Regions from separate parts of the Sus scrofa genome. Here all the other regions are linked to region 1. A link is a contact called in public Hi-C and promoter capture Hi-C data. All regions are on one chromosome and are shown on one strand. The core of a region is the stretch at or near the end of the contact, and the rest is flanking DNA. Distances in the headings are between cores, read along the strand shown.

Region 1 (3,469 bases), core at 685-3,184:
CTGACTGCTACAGGCCCTGGTCCACCCTGACTAGTGAACCACAGTGATGTTTTGGGTCTCCTAAAATTAGTGTCCAGAACCAGTGTTCAGTATTCCCTGAAAGTTCTGATCACTTCCTTTTCCTTGACATAGTTATCCGGGTAAAGGCTGTAGGTTCCTTTGGGAAAGCTTAGGGGAAAATTTAACAATGTAAATTTTTGGTAATGTAGCAGGGCCACTCATTGCAGAGGTTCTAAGTCTGTATAGAGGGTTAAGTCTGAGAAATGAGGGGCTGTGACTCTTATCATTCAAGCTAGACTTTTGTTCTCTTGCCCTAGAACTCTTCCATTTATACAGGTCAAGTTAAAGAGTTTAGCAGACTTACCATCTTTCACGTCTACCAAAGAACATCAACCATTCTTCCAGTTACCACATGACAGAAATTAAAAAAAAAAAGTCATGGTCATTTTGCTTTTTATTTATTTTTTTGTCTTTCGTTTTTTGAGGGCCAAACCCGCGGCATATGGAGGATCCAGGCCAGGGGTCTAATCAGAGCTGTAGCCACTGGCCTACGCCAGAGCCACAGCAACACGAGATCTGAGCCACAGCAACACCGGATCCTTAAACCACCAACCGAGGTCAGGGATAGAACCCTCAACCTCATGGTTCCTAGTCGGATTCATTAACCACTGAGCCACTATGGGAATTCCCATCATTGTCTTTTTATAGGTAGTAAACTCAATCTCACACACTTGTAATACTGCAGTCTCTCATGTAGTTACTAATATAAAATCACAACCATATACACTATCTCTATCAAGATTTTAACTTACATAAGTTGCCTTCTAACACACACAAAAATGTATCTACCAAATCTCTCATGTGATCTCCTACCCAATCATACTCAGTTAAAATATCAAACTCAAATCACAGCATTATACTCACTCACTGAACATATATTTTCACTGTCATAAAATTCATCCAGAGATTTGGCTCTAGTCACAAACCACTTTCACAAACTTCGTACGTTTCACTCAACACTCTCTCCCAGTGATAGTCTCAAGTGCACACCATCTCACACATATGATCAAGAATCGACAAAGAAACACAATCCCATGTTCTCACAGATACATTTCCTCACACAAGAGATAGGGTTTCTGGCCTCTCAGCAAGGTTAAAAATCTTTACCATAGATTTGTCCCTTCTGGCAGTTAATCTGTACTAGTTTCCACCCCTCTCAGTTAATTCCAGTCTCTCATGCACACTTAGACACACAGTATCACCTCACAACCCCCCCCTCCCCTCCACCGCCAAGATAAGGCTCAGAACCAGTTCACCCTTCACCAGGAATCTGTGATTCATCCATTCGGTGCCTCCTAGTCCTAAGAGACAAGCTTCCTCCCTTCTCTAGTGAAATTCACCCGCGGACACTCGCCACAGCCAAATCCTCCCAGTAGTCACAGGTAGACCTGGCACACTGAATGTTACAAGGTCATTGCCTGTGTAACCGCGCCACCCGCAATCATGAGTAACCAATCACTGTCTCAAGCGCATACCTAAATCACATCACATTATGCCACCACACAAACACTGCGCGTGGCCAAGCTCACCGCCTAAACCTATACAAGTATGCACCACATCCGCTTTCACATACGAGTTTTCTCACGCTTGACACCCTCCACTCGCTGTCACATAATCCTCTCCCTCTCGATCTGACGCGCTTTCGGATACGTGGACAGAAAACACATCCAGCATAGCAACCGCACAGCAGAGGCTGAAGCTCTCTGCATCAGATCCGAGTTTGCGCCCCTCAGTTGGGCGGTGGTGGCATCTCTCATAGCCTCATTGAAAGCGCGCAGGTGCGGCAGGAAGTCTGGCGGAAGATCTACCTACTTCGCTAGCCTCCCAGGCTCCTTGCTCGCGGACTACGTTTCCCAGAGCCCACAGCGCGCCAGAGCTACTTCCGGTAGGAACGTCGGGTGAATGGTCAGCGGCAGAGGCGGTTGAGGGCTTCCCAGGACGGGTTCAGTAGGCAGGGCTCTGCGTGGGTCCTGGAATTCGAGTCAGAGCTTGGACCAGAGCTCCTCCTGAGGATGCTGAAGGTAACGAATCCTGTCGCCCCAGGACTGGCAAGAGGAGTGTCTGGAGTGTTAGGTTTCTAAGTGCAGGAGCAACCGGAGGGAGGGATTAGGATGTGGGTGTGTGACGGAAATTAGTCTCCGGACTAAGTGTATTTGGCTGTTGTGACAGCTCCTGGAGTCATGCTTTTGTGACAGTGTAATTGTGTGCATGGGCATATGTGTAAATGACGTTTGTGTTTGTGACCATGATTGCAATTGGCTCTTTGTGTAAGCCCCATTTATTTATATAAAAGAAAAGCACATTTACACAAACCCTTACAACCACGCAACGAAGTAGTTAGGGAGACATTCCAGTAGTCACCTGTGGATTCATACACGCGTCATAAAACCAAAATCACATAAGCTACCCCATGTTTATTATCACAAAACTTCAGGCAAAGCGACATATATTATAGCAACAGCAAGTAATGAAAACAAAAAAACTACTCTTGGAGTTCTCTTATGGCTCATCAGGTTAAGGATCCAACTGCACTATCACCTTGCAGTGGCTTGGGTCACTCCTGTGACCCGGGTTCGATCCCTGGCCTAGGAACTTGCACATGTCACAGGCGCAGCCAAAAAACAAACAAGCACTACCCTTGCCAACTTAGTCTACTTCCTCAACTGAAGAGCTCTCACAGGATCTGAAGAGCTCACACAAGAATCATAGAAATAGAGAACATAACATAGAGCAGAAACTTATGACCTAGAACATAGAAACATAGCTCACACAATCATAGAAATGTAGTCTCCACGGCTCTGGCTACTGCATATCACACTCAAAAGTCACACAAAGTTTGAGCTGCAGGAAAAGCCTGTTATCTCATAATTTTTCTCTGCCTCACTATTTCTGCCATTCCCCTTAGAAACACCTCGAATGGGGAGTTCCCGTCGTGGCGCAGTGGTTAACGAATCCAACTAGGAACCATGAGGTTTCGGGTTCGATCCCTGCCCTTGCTCAGTGGGTTAACCATCCAGCGGTGCCATGAGCTGTGGTGTAGGTCGCAGACGTGGCTCGGATCCCGCGTTGCTGTGGCTCTGGTGTAGGCTGGCAGCTACAGCTCCGATTAGACCCCTAGCCTGGGAACCTCCCATATACCGTGGGAACGGCCCAAGAAATGGCACAAAGACCAAAAAAACCCCACCTCAAATGGGCTAAAAGAATAGCACTGTTGCATGTACAAAAAGTGTCTAAGATTATTGAGTGCTGCTTCTTCCCTGAAATGTTCATATTAACCTTCAAAAATTCCTTTGTTATGGGAGTTCCATTGTGGCTCAGCAGTAAGGAACCTGACCAGTATCCTTGAGGATGTGGGTTCAATCCCTGGCCTTGCTCAGTGAGTTAAGGATCTGGCGTCGCCTTGAGCTGT
Region 2 (3,469 bases), core at 328-2,827, 870 kb after region 1:
ATTTCAAATAAATATGTACCTCTAAAAATGTGTCCAATATTAAATTATGTGGGGAAAATATAATTTTATGTAAAAATGAAGGTTATAAAATAGTAAATGCTGAATAAATTCAATTTTTTAAAATCACATTTTATATATGTACATAAAACATGCTGAGAAAAAAATATCAAAATGTTGCCATTAGTTTTAGGTAGGAATTTAAATTTTCTTCATTGGGGATTGCCATACTTTTGAAATTATTTAAAACAATCATGTTTTAATTTTATATTAAAAAAGAAATAGTTGGGTTTTTTTAAGACAGCTGGAGAAAAAATTAAACCATTTGACAAATTAGAAAGAGAAAGGTGCATGTGTGAATGGGGGTTTGGTTTAAATCACATTTCACACATGAAAAATTCCGGGGATCAGGTCATCTGATAGGCAAGAATTTTCAAGAGGAGGAAAGCCAGTTACATACTGACAAAGAAAAGAGGATTTCAAGAAACGACAAGCTACCTTGCAGGTGCCTTGAGGATGTTCAACAGCCATTCTCTACTCCACTCTGGAAGATTCTATTCAAGCAGAGCAGAGCTGAGGAGGGAAAAAGGAGTCAGGAGAAACCAGGCTCTTCTGGAAGCCCCAAGTCAAATTACCGCCCATCACCTACAGATGTAGGTCAGACAAAGCTCGGGCGTCCTGCTCAATACCACCATTACAGACAAGAGCAGGGTCATTTGCAGTTCTGGGCAGAATCTGTCCCTGAGCTAACAAAGGTCTCCGGGGAACAGAGCGCTGGAGTCATAGAGGCTCCAAGACAAAGACGCCCCACACCTACAGTGCTAGATGGATACACATAATCATACAAACTCACACTACGGGGACACAGGCACCTCAGACCTCCAACACAATGGGCTGCAGACAGCCACACAATTACACACACCACAGGGCAGTCCGTCAGAACAGCAGAGTCACAGGCACACCACATTCTCACATACCCAGTGACACCTACCACGGGGACACAATGGCAACAAATTCACATGCATCCTACCACCACAAATCAATCAATCTCTCTCTCTCACACACACACACCCCCCAAGGGGAAACAGCCATAAATCTCACAGGCAAATATCTCTTCCCTCTCTTTAATAAAGTCTTTAATAAAGTCTTCCTCCACACCCGTGGTTCAGCAAATGATCATAATCTCACACACACACACACACACCCCAAAAGGATACACAGTTTTACAACCGCAGTCAAGGAACATCGCACTCTCGTGTCACACCCAGTCATACAAGCACAATCAAAACTGCAAATCAAGCCCGCCTCCCCGCCCTCAGAGTTCGGTACGCGGCCACACAGACACAAAGACACAATCACAGACACATACGCTCCTCACAATCTCCCCTTCTCAACTGACTCCCGTAGAGGCCAGAGGTTCCCGACAGGCGCGGTCCCAACCCCAGGCTCCAGGACATCTCACCTACTATTCCTCTGGTCTGGTCAGCACGGCTCCACTCTACTTAAATTGAGCCTAGCAGCTCTCACAGCACCCCGAAGCCATTTCCCCCAACCCGCCAGAACGCCCCGCCCACTCTCAGCAGCGGGTATAGTTCTCGCGGGAGGGGGCATTAGGCCTAGAGGCCTCTGGGAGATGTAGTCCAGAAGGCGACGGGGGCTAAAAGCTGTCTCCAGTTTATCCAGTTCCCCAGTAGTTAAGAGCTTGGACCTGCAGCGTACGGGAGGCTTCCGCGAGGCTTAGCTGAAAAGAACTCGCTCGACCAAACTTTAGTCAAGCTCCTTTGGGCCCTCTTCTTGACTTAGACCTCGTCCTTGATCTACTGACCCCAGTTCAGCAAGAAAAAAATCCCCCTACCGGATACTTAACCAAATTCCTCTTTTTTTTTTGCATCCACTCCATCACCCTGACCATTGGCTATTAATCCCCGGTTACTGTTATAGACCAAGTTGGGTTCAGTATCTCTTCCCTATCTTTAATAAAGTCTTCAATAAAATCTTCCTTATGTGACTGTCGGCTGCAACTTTCACACAGCCCGGCCTCAGAGTATGGCTCTCAGGTTTTGGGCGCTCACCGTGCAACATGCTGGGTCCCATGGCCTCCTGGGATATGTAGTCCAGGACTTTGCCAGTGGCCAAAGGGATTGCGTTCCCTAGGCGCTAAAGTGGGGCCTGATCTCTGTTAAATAAATGCTCAAGACGCTGCTTAGAATTATGCTTTGCCGCGGGAACGCGCAAATGCTCCCTGGGCAAGTTGCTGTGGAACGTGTTGGGGAGCCAGAAGAGCAAACCGAACGTGAGACCTGAGTGTCTGGGACCAAAGCAGCTTAGGGAGTTAGAAGGGGGGAATCCACAGCTCAGTCATGTACGTGAGAGCGGGCAAAGGAGGGCCCTAGTGTGAGACCATGATGAGATTGCGGGCATGACTACATTTAGGGGTTAGTTGAATTAATGAGGGACAGTATGTGGGTAAAATTGATGAGTGTGAGAGAGAGGTGGGAACAAGATTCTGAGTGGCTTTGGGAGGATGGAGGTTCATATTGTGGACACGTGTGTTTGGGAGTAATTGTGTGTGTGTGTGTCAGGGCAAGATTGTGTGTGGATCTGTGTGTGTTTCAGAACGTGAATGTAGGTCACTGCATGGGTGGATGGGCTAGAGGAGGAAAAGTCCTCTCAGCTTCCATTTCCTCTTCAAATTGTAATAATAAGAGCATGTCGGTGTTCCTGCCATGGCCAGTGGGTTAAGAATCTGGCTGCAGCGGCTATGGTCACTGTTGGAGGTGCCAGTTGGATTCCCATTGGATTCCAGGGTTGCCCCCAGCTAAAAGGGAGGTTGCAGCTCTGGCTCTGTAGCTCAGATTCAATCCCTGACCCAGAAACTTCCATATGCCAAGGGCGCAGACATCAAATTAATAAATACATATAAATGGTATGTTTTAGGAGAAGGGGCTCCATATTGTGATAAGTAACATCTAGCTTTTTGTTTGTTTGTTTGTTTTTTGGTCTTGTCTTTTTAGGACCACATCCACTGCATGTGTAAATTCCCAGGCATATGGAAGTTCCCAGGCTAGGGGTGGAATTGGAGCTGCAGCTTGCAGCTGCCAGCCTACACCACAGCAGTGCTGCAACCCTGTGGTTTCTACAACCCACACCGGAACTTATGGCAACACTGTATCCACAACCCACTGAATGAGGCCAGGGATGGAACCCACATCTTCATGGATACTAGTCATGTTCATTCCTGCCGAGCCACAATGGGAACTCCACCTATAGCATTTTAATATAAACACTTAAGATTCCACATTTTGTTCTGGAATGGAATACCAATCAGTGTGTGTGTGTGTGTGTATGTGTGTGTGTTTGGCTGCATCCATGGCAAATGGAAGTTTCTGGGCCAGGGATTGAATCCCAGCAGCAACTGCCACCTACAGGAAGCTGTGGGAGAGAGGATTCTTTAACCCACGGAGCAGTAACA
Region 3 (3,469 bases), core at 571-3,070, 560 kb after region 1:
GACAGTTTGCCTCTGAATGGTGAATTGGGTTACTACGGGATGTATTACATATCCTTTTTATAACTTTTATCTCAATGTTTCCTAGATTTAGCCAGTAGGAGCCCCTTCAAGCTGTCCCCTGTGTCTTTTTGGCACATCCCATCATCCTTTTGAGCATCTCCTTAATTTTTTTTTTCGGTCTTTTTAGGCCCCCCCCCCCCCGGGGCATATGGAAGTTCCTAGGCTAGGGGTCAAATCAGAGCTGTAGCTGCCAGCCTACACAACAGCCACACCAGATCAGAGCCACATCTTCGACCTACACCACAGCTCACTGCAATGCCAGATCCTTAACCCACTGAGCGAGGCCAGGGATTGAACCCGAGTCCTCATGGATAATAGTTGGATTCGTTACCACTGAGCCACAGTGGGAACTCCTCATCTCCTTAACTTTTGATAGTGCAAGATATTAAATGCTGATCTTGTACTTTCCCAGCACCAGTCCTTAAATTAGCCAAGAAACCATGGTTCCTTTTTGTGGAGAGTGATATTTAGAAACCAAGATCTAGGTGATAGATGTGGCCACTGCTCTAAGGCCATCGCTGTCGACAGAGCTAGAAAATTTATATCTGTGTATATACAAACATGTCTGTCTAAAAAAAATTATCAGTTCATATGGATATCTCTAGTTCCAATCTAATATCATGAAGTTCACTTTAACCTTCCTTCTTCACACATTTGTAACTCTTGTCCTTCTGTGGACAGTTTTCTTAAAGCTGGGCCACAATTAGTTGTAAAGTGAAAAGGTAGAAACAGCAACAAAAGAAACCACCAAGCTATTGGCTACATCATAAATGCCTTTGCAAAAAAAAAAAAAAAAAAAAAGAGAGAGAGAGAGAGAAAAAGAAAGAAAGAGTTCCCTGTCATGAGGTTGCAGGTTCAATCCCTGGCCTCACTCAGTGGGTTAAGGATCCGGTATTGCCAGGAGCTGTGGTGTAGATCTCAGACGTGGCTTGGATCTGGAGTTGCTGTGGCTGTGGTGTAGGCCGGCGGATACAGCTCCTATTCCACCCCTAGCCTGGAAACCTCCATATGCTGCAGATGCGGTCCTAAAAAGACAGAAGACAAAAAAAAAAAAAAAAAAAAAAAAAAAAAAAAGGCTTTGGTGCAAATAAGCATTTTCCTACAATTAGAATCTAGTTGCCCTCCAGTGCCTGGTATCACATTAACAGCAAGAAGAGAAGGGATATAAAAAAGAGGATAGCAATGACTCTGCCCATGGCCAGGGGTGAGAGGTGGGAGAACAGTTACACCTGGAGTCGGGTACACAGAGACACACAAAGACCTCTATCACGGACTCAATCCTAAAGACAAACCTAGAAACAAAGCTTCATCGCCCGTTATCAGTAAACTGCGATCTCTGGGATAAGAACACACTTACAGAAACGTCATGGCCAAAGCCTGCCACAGACCCTTACATACCCAACAATCACTCTCCCATTCTTGGCATCACAGACCGACGATCTGTCACACAGCGACCTATCACAGGATGTGATCTAAAATACAGAGGCTCACTACACTGACAGCTCGTCGCCCAGACGTGCGCAAGCACAAGTGTGCATCGAGAGTTACACACAAACCGCCACACCCAGGGATTCAATAACAGTCACGGACCAGCGCAGCTCCACCAGTCCCTCACACAGACGCCCATGGTCACTTGAGTGCCCAAATCGCCCAGGGTCACACAATGTTCTGGTCTCCGCACCTGAGGCAGCTTCCGCCTGTAGCGCAGGCGCGCTCGGGGCCCTCTGGGAAATGTAGTTCATTCTGCAAATAGGCCGAGACGCAAAGCGTTCTGGGGCTCGTGGTCCTCAGGGTCTGAAGGAAAAGCTACGTCGCTACGACCAGGTTCCCGTATTTGCATGTTTTCCCAGCCGAAGTCAGGGTGCCCCGCGCCTCAGTCCCCGCCCCGCTCCGCCCCGCGGGGTATCCTGGGAGGCTACGTTGCGAGTCTCGGGTCGCTGGGCGGGTTTCCAGAGCCAGCGGCGCTGGGAGGTGAGTGGGGCCTGGCTGCGCGCGAGAGCTGGCGGTCAGGGCCGGGCTTGGAGTGGACCAGTAGGGGCTGGGATGGGGACCAGGCGGGTGCCTTTGGGGAGACCGTGTGTCACCAAGTATAGCTACGTGAGAGGCTGGGGGTGTGACAGTGTGTTCTTCTATGCCACCAAGTGTATGATTGTGCGCGACTGTGACCCGTCTGTCTGGTGTAAAACTCTATGTGTGCGTTTATGTGGGTCTCTCTCTGCAGGTGCTGTTGTGCATAGATTTGTGAGACACTGGGTGTGACATGGTGTGTGTGTCGCCATGTGGATGTGTGTGAATGATTATGTTAGATCACTTGTCTCTGTGGAGATAAGTGCGTTTGAATGTGTGTGACAGAAGGTGTGATTTTGTGCCCATGACCATCTACCTCTGCAGGTATAATTTTGTATGAGTAATTGTGGCAGGATGTGTGACCTTTTGTGGTATGTCACTGTGTATGAGGTTGTGTGTGATTGTCTCTCTGTTGGAGTGCTTGCGTATCATCATCTCTGTCTTTGTGTTTATGCCACTGTGTATGTGTGTAACATTGCAGGTGTGATTGTGTAACCAAGTATATGTGTGTGATCAGGTGAGAATTTGTATGTTTGTGTGAAACCTACTGTGTGATTATGAGGCACAGTAGATTATGGTAGGATTAAAATTACTCACCCACGTTGGTACAGTTTACTAAGAGACAGATCTGGGACTTAAACCCACGCTATTTGGCCCCAGCATCCTTGCTTTTAAGTACTAAACTCCCTTGATCTTTCCCATGTTGTGATAGCAAAAGATGGGGCCCCTAGTTTCTGAGGGTGTTGTGTAGAGGATTGTCTGTGCTTTCTGGATCTGGAACTTTAATCTGAGTCTCTTCAGTCCCTTTGAGAGTCACAGAACCCCATGTAAAGACATTGTGGTGAGATCGTCGTCATACTGGCTGCTTTTGGGGGCGAAAAGCCCAATCTGGAAACCCCGGCTTCCTCTCTTTAGGAAGCCATGGAGTTTGAGATTTATTTTTTATTTTTATATTTGTTCTTGTCAAAACTCTTCCATGGTTGGTGCTGAGAAAGGCATGGCTCCTTTAATCGAGTACCAAGTGAACTAAGTTTTTGGTTTTGACTTTTTCTCTTAATAAAGAAAAGTGTTCTCATTTCTTTTTCACATGTGTGTGTAGAATCGAAGCGGCAACAAGAGTGGCCCTTCTCTATGCCAGGAGTTGGCTCATGCAACTCCTGGCATAGAGAGTAGTGAGGAAAGAAAAGCTGTGACAGTCGGACAGTGAGGGAAGCAGTGGAGATTCAGTGTGCCTCTGGGGGCTAGATAAAGCCCAAGTCTTTTCCATCACTTTCTTTCAGAGACTGATGGTTCCTCTCAAATTTGAAAAATAGTATTCAAGAGATACACAGCCATTTGGAAC

What was found. Promoter capture Hi-C pulls out the DNA fragments that hold promoters and counts their contacts. A called contact is a pair of places that touch in the nucleus more often than the background predicts.
Region 2: a promoter capture Hi-C map of fetal skeletal muscle shows a contact between it and region 1, with 5 times the contacts expected there. The contact joins the promoter of LOC106510532 here to the promoter of LOC106510528 in region 1. A contact is called at or near these places in 2 of 5 promoter capture datasets (fetal skeletal muscle and liver) and 1 of 47 Hi-C or Micro-C datasets (heart right ventricle).
Region 3: a Hi-C map of skeletal muscle shows a contact between it and region 1, with 5 times the contacts expected there. The contact joins the promoter of ZNF527 here to the promoter of LOC106510528 in region 1. A contact is called at or near these places in 1 of 5 promoter capture datasets (liver), 2 of 47 Hi-C or Micro-C datasets (heart right ventricle and skeletal muscle) and 1 of 2 datasets of contacts at active chromatin or transcription factors (skeletal muscle).

Annotation. Positions count from the first base shown.
Region 1 is chr6:45,741,910-45,745,378 of Sscrofa11.1, forward strand. It overlaps LOC106510528 (zinc finger protein 461), which reads left to right and starts at 1,935. Exons shown (of 4, transcript XM_021097140.1): 1 at 1,935-2,081. The coding sequence starts at 2,073.
Region 2 is chr6:46,611,802-46,615,270 of Sscrofa11.1, forward strand. LOC106510532 (zinc finger protein 345) reads right to left here and starts at 1,578. Exons shown (of 3, transcript XM_013998463.2): 1 at 1,460-1,578; 2 at 496-570. It overlaps LOC102164415 (zinc finger protein 420-like), which reads right to left and starts at 1,517. Exons shown (of 11, transcript XM_021097540.1): 1 at 1,460-1,517; 2 at 496-570. The coding sequence starts at 528.
Region 3 is chr6:46,302,214-46,305,682 of Sscrofa11.1, forward strand. ZNF527 (zinc finger protein 527) reads left to right here and starts at 1,821. Exons shown (of 5, transcript XM_013998435.2): 1 at 1,821-2,031.